Regions from separate parts of the Drosophila melanogaster genome. Here region 2 is linked to region 1. The links are chromatin contacts, called in public Hi-C maps. All regions are on one chromosome and are shown on one strand. The core of a region is the stretch at or near the end of the contact, and the rest is flanking DNA. Distances in the headings are between cores, read along the strand shown.

What was found. A called contact is a pair of places that touch in the nucleus more often than the background predicts.
Region 2: a contact with region 1 is called in a Hi-C map of the Kc167 cell line, with 6 times the contacts expected there. The contact joins the promoter of dac here to the promoter of Idgf1 in region 1. A contact is called at or near these places in 50 of 107 Hi-C or Micro-C datasets (the Clone 8 cell line, the D17-c3 cell line, the Kc167 cell line and 18 more) and 5 of 6 datasets of contacts at active chromatin or transcription factors (the Kc167 cell line and the S2 cell line).

The regions. Positions count from the first base shown.
Region 1 is chr2L:16,442,725-16,447,515 of dm6, reverse strand. It overlaps Idgf1 (Imaginal disc growth factor 1), which reads right to left and starts at 2,238. Exons shown (of 2, transcript NM_057910.5): 1 at 1,527-2,238; 2 at 723-1,455. The coding sequence starts at 2,187. The coding sequence ends at 797. All of the region lies in intron 1 of CG5888, which reads left to right. Idgf2 (Imaginal disc growth factor 2) reads right to left here and starts at 186. Exons shown (of 3, transcript NM_057909.5): 1 at 11-186. The coding sequence starts at 119.
Region 2 is chr2L:16,483,880-16,488,670 of dm6, reverse strand. It overlaps dac (dachshund), which reads left to right and starts at 2,673. Exons shown (of 12, transcript NM_165162.3): 1 at 2,673-3,234; 2 at 3,864-4,791. The coding sequence starts at 3,929. It overlaps Nepl8 (Neprilysin-like 8), which reads right to left and starts at 523. Exons shown (of 2, transcript NM_135951.4): 1 at 1-523. The coding sequence starts at 468.

The DNA.
Region 1 (4,791 bases), core at 989-3,488:
CCTCACTCACCTTCCCTGGTGTAACTCGAAGAGTCATAGTAGCAGACTAAGTTGGAGGCAGCTTCTGTACTTGCCGCAAAGAGGCACGCGACAAACGTAAACCAGATCCACGCCTTCATGGTGCCAGGGATATATCTCTATAGGCACAACCGCAGAGCAGATCAAATGAAATCGAACTGAGACTGAAATCGAAATGGAAAACGAAACCGAAACCAAAACCCCAGCCCCAAGCCGATGACAAAAAGCTTGAGCGGAGCTTTAAGAGGGGTCTGAAAGCCGATCTGAAGCCGAGCTCATTGCCTTACTTATTCTCGCAATGACTTAATTGTGTACACAGAAATTAATGACGACGATTGCGACGAGGCAGACGCAGGGTCAAAACGTTGTGACCTCTAAAATTAAAAAAAAAAAAACAAGCAAATAATCTGAAAACATTGAAACGCGCTTGCTGATTAGAATTCGAAAACAGTGTTTCTGATTGGTTTCGTAAGTGTACATATATAGAACTAAAAGCGGTGGAAATACCCGTCTATACCACATGATTTAGTTTATCACACGCACTATAGAATTCAGTTTTGTTTTGCAACTCGTATGTGTTTGAATATATTATTGTGGGTTTTTAGTAAATTACAAACCAATGATTTGTATTTTTGCCAAAAAGGTTTTTTCTCACTGAGACCGATTATTAAATAATGTGTTCAACCGCAAACATGCGCTTCAATATTTGTAATTCAAATGAAACATTTATTAGAAAACTTAAAATATATGGCTTTGTTAGGCTTAACAAACAAATCATTTATCCCATAAAGTACTTAATTGACCGCAGTATGGGGTACTTTTGGCCAGTGCAAAGTCCACGGAAGTCATCGTAACTTAAATCGAAAAGGGCAATTCCGCCGAGTCCTTTGCCCTTGGCATATACTGCCTTTATTCCAGCAAAATCCGGATCATCGAAGCTCAGCCATACGCCAAAATCTCCATTATCATCTGCTGGCCGGAGAGCGTAATTTCCGTATTTCTGGGTGAGATCCGTGACCTTGCGGAGCGGCGCCAATTCTCCTCTATATTGAGCGGATGCGTTCTGCGACAACTTCGAGCAAATCTCTGGCCAACTTAGTAAGCCCTCAGCACTCTGGATTTGTATTCCGCCGGGTGCAACTCCACATGTCTCATGAACAATGGGAGCACCACTGAGTCCAGATCCCTTCGATAATTTCCATGCTCTGCCATAACTGGCTATTCCCAGGTTCAATTTTTGGCCAGGACAATGATTCTGCAGCCAATAGTTAATCTGGAACTCCACATTCAAATGGGGCAAGCGATTCTGTTCGTCCTGGAAGAAAATCGGAGCTGTGAAGTCCGCCTCCTCGGGATTTCGTAGTGGGGTGAGAAAGTCGAAGGCCGCCAGGTTTATATAGTCGAACTGGGGATGCAGTTTGGGGACATCGAAGTACCCTAACGAAATGATTGATTAGGTGGTTAATAAAATAGTTCCTACTATATGTAAAAATAGGATATATACTTACAAGTGGAGTTCACATTGGGCAGGACTGTCAGAGACAGCATCAGATTAGCAGATCGAAAGGCATTCTTTATATTTCCAACGAGATCGGTGAATTGTGACTTGTGCTCCTCCGCCTGCGGGTCCACAACGAAGTCACCAGTGAAAAGCTTCTTGAACGACTTCCAGTAAGATCCAAGGGATCCATGGACTTTTCTGGGCTTATTACGGGGTAACTGGAACGCGAGATCAAGGCCATCGAATCCATTTCGCTTAAGCAAAATCATGCTGCTGTCTATAAAATTCTGCTGAGCCGTGCGATTCGCCTCCAGAAGCTCTACATATTTATTGGGGTGGGCCTCATCCACATCGCGATCTCCACCCACGCTGAGGAGAATCTTCAGTTGAGGAAACTTCTGTCGCAGGGCGGTGATGTCCTTGTAGTAGAACATGTCCAGGTCCACATTCAGACTGAATAGCTCGAGGGTACCGGACTTCAGGCCCGCATATCCGTAAACCAAATGGGTGCAGAACTGCAGGGCCAAATCCAATTCGTTGGTATGCATTTTGGCCAAACCTTGGCGCAAATACGAGTTGGAGTCATAATAACAAATCAGATTGCTGGCAGCATGGGTCAAACTTGTCACACTGAGCAAGCCCAGTATATAAAACAACTGGAATCTCATCTTTTGGTAGAGACCACGTCCTGACTTTATGGCTGATAATTAGCAACTGAAATCTCGTTCAAAAGCTTTATAGCTTAGCTGCTGTATTTTTGCTTATCTCACTGTTCTGCCGATGATGCCATTATCTGGTTTTCAGGCATTACGTAGTTCCTGTCAATGTTTTCCGACTTTATTGCGTTTGTTTGTGATGCCCTGTCAGCTAATACAGTTTCACGAATTGCCGTGACTCAACTTTTAGGGGTCTTTTTTATGGCGACGACGTATTTCACGTTTTTAGTGAGTGTTTTGGATTTTTGTTTTACTTGCAAAATTAAATTTATTTCAAAGGGTACTGAAAAAACCGGAGTTATATGTTATTAATAACAATTATTGAACAGAAATTAATGATGAAAGTTTTACAGATAACTGTATATTCATATAAAAGGATACTAATGAACTTACAGAGTATGTAGATAATAATGTATATATTTTATTATTTTTAAAACGCAGTTTTAGTCGATCTATAAATGAAACATAAAAACCAGCTTTTTATCTTCCATACATTGCCATAAGATTTTTCATGATCTACCTCATTTACGCATCGTCATCGCTGTCGTCATTTGGCTCCTGATGAAGGTGAAAGACTTTCAATTAGCTAACTCCGAACCGCTCCAAAAGAGCCGACTCTCGAGTGGAGGACAACCTGCTGGGCAGCCGAATCTTCGGCAGCTGTTTTGGGCCCACGGGGAGGCACTTAAATCAGAAATCAATTGAAGCATTAAATACCCCAAACAAAGCAGCGAAGAGATGGTCCTTGGGCAAAAGTCGAAATGGGACAGCTAATGACGACAGTCACAACAATGCGATGGGGATGGATCTCTGATCCGATGTACTCAGGAATCTACTCTCGTATGTGACACAACCAATTAGACAAAGGACATGGCGGGTCCTTGCCAAAGAATGCGAAATAATCCTCACACGCTGCTTAGCGTTGACAATAAAAACCCGGAAAAATCGGGGGACGAGGTCCGAGAGGCGTGTTCGTGATGAGAGGCGGCATTATCCTCGAATGTCCTCGATTGTGTGTGCGTTTTATCCGCAGCCATATCTGTATCTGTGTCTCTCATTGTTGTTTGATTTATATCGGAGGCCTGGCTCATCATCATCTCATTGTTTGCCTCACACCCCACCCATATGTACATATATGTATGGTACACATATCTATCCCATATCATTGTGGCCCAGATATAACAAGCCAAAGCATTTCTAACCTTAGCCCATGTCCACAGTCTATTAGCCACAAATCCCCATTTCCATCTACCAACTATTTGCTTTGGTCTTTTTGGGTCATTTTGGGTGTTTAATGCGGCTAGTTTCGATATCATCAATCAGTCAATCATTGCTGGGCAAATAGAAATCAATGCCAAATAGCTTAATGTGTGAATTAATGTGCTATATAGTCAGATTGTATTACACTTATGGGCTTTGATGTTGACATAAGCTTTAGTGTTCAATAAAACTTTAATAGTTTTCGGACTAAATAAGGGAATACGCCAGAACACTGGGATCGGAATTAAAACTGTTTTAAAACAGTATATGCCAGGCCTTATTTAATAACTTTTTCTGTTGCTATTCAAGAGTAACCTTCTAACAAAACTCTAATATAAAATACAATACAATACCATTTAGGTCATTTAAAGTCTCTTGTAAATGATCAAAACCATTTGTATAGCACCGCAATAATTGAAACTTTTCCAAGAGCCTTAAGCCTTTCTCACATTTTTATTTACCTTTTTGCCGCGAAAACTTGAAATTGTTTTCCATTATTGCGCATTCTTGGCTTCCCTGCTTGGCAATAATTAAGTCCAATAATAATTTAAACAAATACCTTCGCCAACCCCAGGCTCACCTTCAGCTTCATTATCTGTGGCAGCAGGTGCAGAACACCGCAAAACATTTGCCTTATTTCATATTTCTAATTAGACAGCCGACGCTTTTCCGAAGTTTTCATAACCGGGCAGACAATGCAATGCCCGCAAGAACAGAGGAAAATTCAATTTTCACAAAACAATTGCCATTAGGCGACGGTTTTCCTTTGCCGCTAGAAGAGACGAGTGCTCTGCCCAATTGATGTGCCTAATCAGTTTATCTAAAGCATTTTTTTTCTTGGCCGCCCTTCTGAGGGTTGCTGGCCAACAGGAAATTCATCATTGTCAAATGTGCGGCTTGACATTTTCCAAAAAGGAGGGGGAACCCGGAAAAAATGTAAACTTTTTTGAGGCAACTTTTGGCTTTTTTTTGAGGGTTGCCTTTGCAATATAATTAGAAATTCATAATGAATTTTATTTGCTTTGGCCGCAGAGAAAAAAACCGAAATGAAAACAACACGCGGCAACGTCGCCTTGTCTAAATGTATTTTTTTCGGTAATATTGACGCGCATTTTTGTGCAAATAAAATTAAAGCGCCCCCACGCCATTTTCGCCCTTATGAACCCACCGCATTAACAGACCGGGGCATATCAAATTATCAGTCATGGGCTGGGCAGTAGTCAGTCATTCAATCACTCAGTCATTCGTTCAGTCAGTCCATCAGCAGGAAATTCTGGGTCGAGCCTTGGATTTCAA
Region 2 (4,791 bases), core at 1,424-3,923, 41 kb before region 1:
TAGACCGTAGCGATGCAGATGAGCCAGTGCCTTGAGCCATTTGAAATTCTCCTGGGGCCAAGAACTACCGTCCGGAATGAATTGAGGCCATGTGAGTCCTTCGCCGGGGGAAATCACTTTCAGATACTGGCTTAAACTATCCATATTCCGCGGCGCTCCACGACAACTAAGGTAGTAACGAAGGACCTTGCCATCTACACTAGATACATTAAAGTCCGGCAATTGAGAACTCATTTCCAGCTCGTCCATTAGTTTCACCAAGTTCTGGTTAACCTGGTGATCCAGCATTTGTATAATGTCGAAGAAGGTGTCGTCGATGTGACGCATGTTGTACTGGCCGCAGGCGTGGTTGTAGTAGTTCTCACAGGGATTGGCTTCCTTGTCCACATGACTTAGGATGCCATTTAGAAGTCTTGTATTGGAACTGGCCGCCACAAGGGGCACCAGCAAGAGGCAGATAATCCACATAATAGCTGCGAGCGCACTGAACTTTTGCCATCCAGTCGTCGTTTAAAAATACAAATCTCGACACATCCAGAGAATACTCTATATATGTGGTGAAGGCAAAGCTGATAATCCGAAGTTATGGAACAGTAACTGTCGCTTCAAAGTCCAGAAGTATTATTGATATAACGACTTTCAAATTGACTCCTAGTCCAAATTTGTAATCCAAACTAATAGAAATTAATCACCCTCCTTTTTTTTAGAATATAAACTCATCTTTGCGCTTGCTTGTGGTTAATAAAAAATACAATTTTACTTAATAGTTAGATCAGTTGCATTTATTAAAGAGAAAAACCAGAGTTCAAAGCGAGCTGTTTGTTGCGAAAAATCAAACTTCCCGCCCACAGTTGCGACACCATGAAAAAGTTGCATGTTGTAGAACTCATTTCTTACTGACGATAGTTGGTTGCTATGACATATTTTGACACTTGGATGATAGAGGCAGTACCTTTTTGTTGTCCATTTATGGGGGGAAAACAAATTTGTTTGAATGAATACTTTTTAATTCTGCATGTCATTTTTGGTAAATTTAATGTACTTATTCGAATTTAAAGCCAGCGATTCATGTATATGTCATAATTAAATGAAATTCATATGACATAAGGAAATGGTAAAAGAAAAAATAGCCTAAAATGTCACAGTTTAGAAAAAAAGTAGCGTTACATATTAATTTTCATATCTAATATAATCTTATAACTATTTTTTAATGAAACAAACCGATGTAAAAATAAAATATTTACATTACAATAATTATTGTGTTTTAAATTCTTCTTTAAAGCCCGAAAATATTTTCTAAAAGCTGTTGGAAATCCACATTTGCAATCAATTTAATATTAAATGGTTGCTGTCACCTAAAAGACAGTGGGTGAGGAAATCCACAAAAGAAAAGCCCCAAACGAAACGAACAAGAAAAATTCATACGTCATGTGCAAACACAATACATAAAGACGTATTCCATTCCCATATAGAAAGAAATATGTACATGGAACTCTCAAATGGAGAGAACGGAATGCGATTGGTTCGGCGACGGAATGGCAATCGTTATGGAGAAGAATCGCAGAAGGCGAAACGAAGACAAATAATAGAAAAATGACCGAGCTCTCAGATACATTGTACATAAACATATAGAGGTGGCAAAGGTGCGATGCCAGAATTTATAAGCAATGCTATTTATAAGAACCCGAAAAACGAACGCCCCTCAGGCGAAAAAAAACCCCATTATCGCAATATGTGTAAGTGGAAGAAAGATGCCCTGCCATAGTGCTGCTCTCCTCCGAATCAGCAACACAAAAAGAAATACAAATAAACGGGACTCGAATGGAAACGAATGGGAAACGGAAAACGGTTGACAAAAAAAATCAAAGCTTGGGACGGAAAGAGATAGCAACACTGCCCCGAAAAGTATAATTCGTTGAAAGTTTGTCATTTACTTTTAATTGAAATTAAAATGCTTTTTGTCAAAGACAGCTGCGCAAACTCGAAGTAAAGCTATTTTTTTTTACTTTTCTTCTCTGGCAATGCATTTATTATAATTTACTTTGCAACACAAAATGCCAAAACAATTGTCATTTGTTTATATAAGGCGTCGCCCATGGGGGCGAGCGAGAGCGCAAACATGTACGACTGGCTATGCAAATATGCTGCTTTCTCGCTCGCTCGTGTTTATTGGTTGCAGCCCACCTGAGCGTGCGACAGAGATGGCGAGATGGTGTGAGAGAGAGGGCTCAGACTGAAACGAAATGAAATTGAAATGAAAAACGTTTTTTTTTCCAAAGAGAGAGAGCGGGAGGATTTGAAGAACACAACACGCACAAACGAATTGAAAAAATAAATAAAACGAATGCAAGAGAGAGAGAGCGATTACGTTTGTCATTGTATTTTCGGGGTTGCACACAGAAATATACACAGATGCAAACACACCGATCAATCGCACATACCACTCCCCTTTTTGGCCTGGTATTGGTGTAATGCGAGACGTGGACGGGCAACAGACATTCGTATTCGTACTCGTATTCGTATTCTGGTTTTGCACAATCGCAGATACAGATACACCAGCTCGCTCTCACAGGCACAGACACACACATACAAGCACACTCGTCTCGGCCGACCGCGCTGCCGGCGTCGCTGCCACGAAAATCCGAAAGGAATCGAATTGAAACTCGCCTTTCATTACGAATTTGTCATTCGCAAGAGAAGGTAATGCAATAAAACTTTTGCGCGCGCATTTCTCTCAGTACATAACGGTAGCGCTTCGTGTGTACGTACGTACGTACGTGTGTGTGGGTGGGCTAAAAAAATAGCACTCGTTAGCGCCCGCTCACTCGCTCACTCGCAGTCGTCGCCTCGCGCCGTCTCGCTCTCAGTCGATTCCCATTCGAATGCAATTCGTTTCGTTGATTTCTCCGAACGAGAGGGGGAAGAGGAACCAGTCGAAGGCGAAGAAGCAGAGGCAGCGACGCCACCGTCGCCGTCGCAGCGGAGTAGCTGCCATCTCTCAATCTCTGAGTGACAATCCGTCGGTACGGTACTCGAAAACGGACACAGCTCCGGTTTCCAAAATTCCAGTACGAAAACGGTTATTCGAACTCGATTAACACAAGCGGGCAATCGGAATAAATAACTTGAAATATTCAGAGTATATATTTCACAGCGAAATTCAAAAAGCAAAGTGCGCGAGTGTCTTGTGTCAGTGATGTTGAGTTTATAAATTACTTTTAGACCTCCTTAAAGGTAAATCTATGTTCTATATCGAATTATTCAAATAAAGCTGACAATAGGTATATTTATGCAAATTGGCAGTAAGGATCCAAATTAGCTTCATTGCCTTGTTTTTCCCAAAACTTAATTAAAGCAAAGTTTGCAAAGCAATAGTTCTGTTGATAAAGGATTATTTATGGGGGGTATTAGAAGATAATCGGACTTTAAATGTCTGAAAGGAAACTTTTCTATTTTCTGTTAGTTCTCTATATTTCTTTGTAAGTAAAATGTTTGTTAGGATATTAATTTACAAAAAATATTTAGCAATATAAACTTGTAGCTACCATATAACTAACTAAACTGGCTCAAAAATAGATTTTAATAAATAGGAGCATAGCTGAGCCTAATACAAATCCTAAATCGTTTGTAAATTTTTTGAAGGTCTGCATTTAAATTTGATGTTATAAAACTTACAGAAGTATTAAAAATGTAAAGCCAATAATAAGCGGATAGGAATATACGAGACACGCTCACTTAGAATTTGCATATAGAAGCCTAATAAATAATTAAAAATGAATTAAGAGTTCATTAATTATTTATCTTCCTCTCACCATCTATTTTCTATTTCTCCCTTACTTTGTGTCAAATTTTTGTCACGATAGAAAAAACGTCAAATTAACGAATCGATTAAAAAGTAAATAAACAAAAGTGTCGGCCATGATGAAGTATGGATTCTGTGACAAGTGAACAGAGTGAAAATAACAACAATAAAGCGGGCGCAATAAATAACAATATTAATAGTGGTATTGAAAGAGCCGCGGGCAATATGAACACCACCGCCATGTTGATGCATCACCAGCAGCAGCAGCAGGCAGCCGCAGCAGCGGCAGCCGCAGCAGCCCAGCAGCAACAGCAGCAGCACAATGGACGCGACGGTAGCAACAGTTCGCGTGGAGCCAACGAGGATCGTCCAAATGGACGGAGCTCGCACACAGGACGAGGATCCAGTTGCTCACCGGCCAGTTCACCAAGTCGCCATCCCAGTGCCGTCAGTCCGGTGAGCTCCCTCAACCACTCCATGATGCAGCAGATGCAGCAACAGCAGCAACAACAGCAGCAGCAACAGCAGCAGCAGCAACACCATCAGCTCAGCCCCCCGCCACATGGAATGCCATCGGGCAACGGACTGCCGACGGGCCTACCGCCCAGAATGCCCCATGGACTGCCGCCCCATTCGCTGGGGCTCCTCAACTCCCTGCAGATGATGCACCATGCCTCCCCCTTGGAACTGATGGCCGCCGCCCATCACCATGTGCCGCCAAGGTCGTACAACTCACCGCCGCCGATCTCCACCTCGGATCCCAGTGCCAATGAGTGCAAGCTGGTGGAGTACCGGGGTCAGAAGGTCGCCGCATTCATAATTAGCAACGAAACGATGCTCTGCCTGCCGCAGGCCTTCGAGCTCTTCCTGAAGCACTTGGTCGGCGGTCTGCATACGGTTTATACCAAACTAAAGCGCCTTGACATCGTACCGCTCGTCTGCAATGTGGAACAGGTGCGCATATTACGCGGCTTGGGCGCCATCCAGCC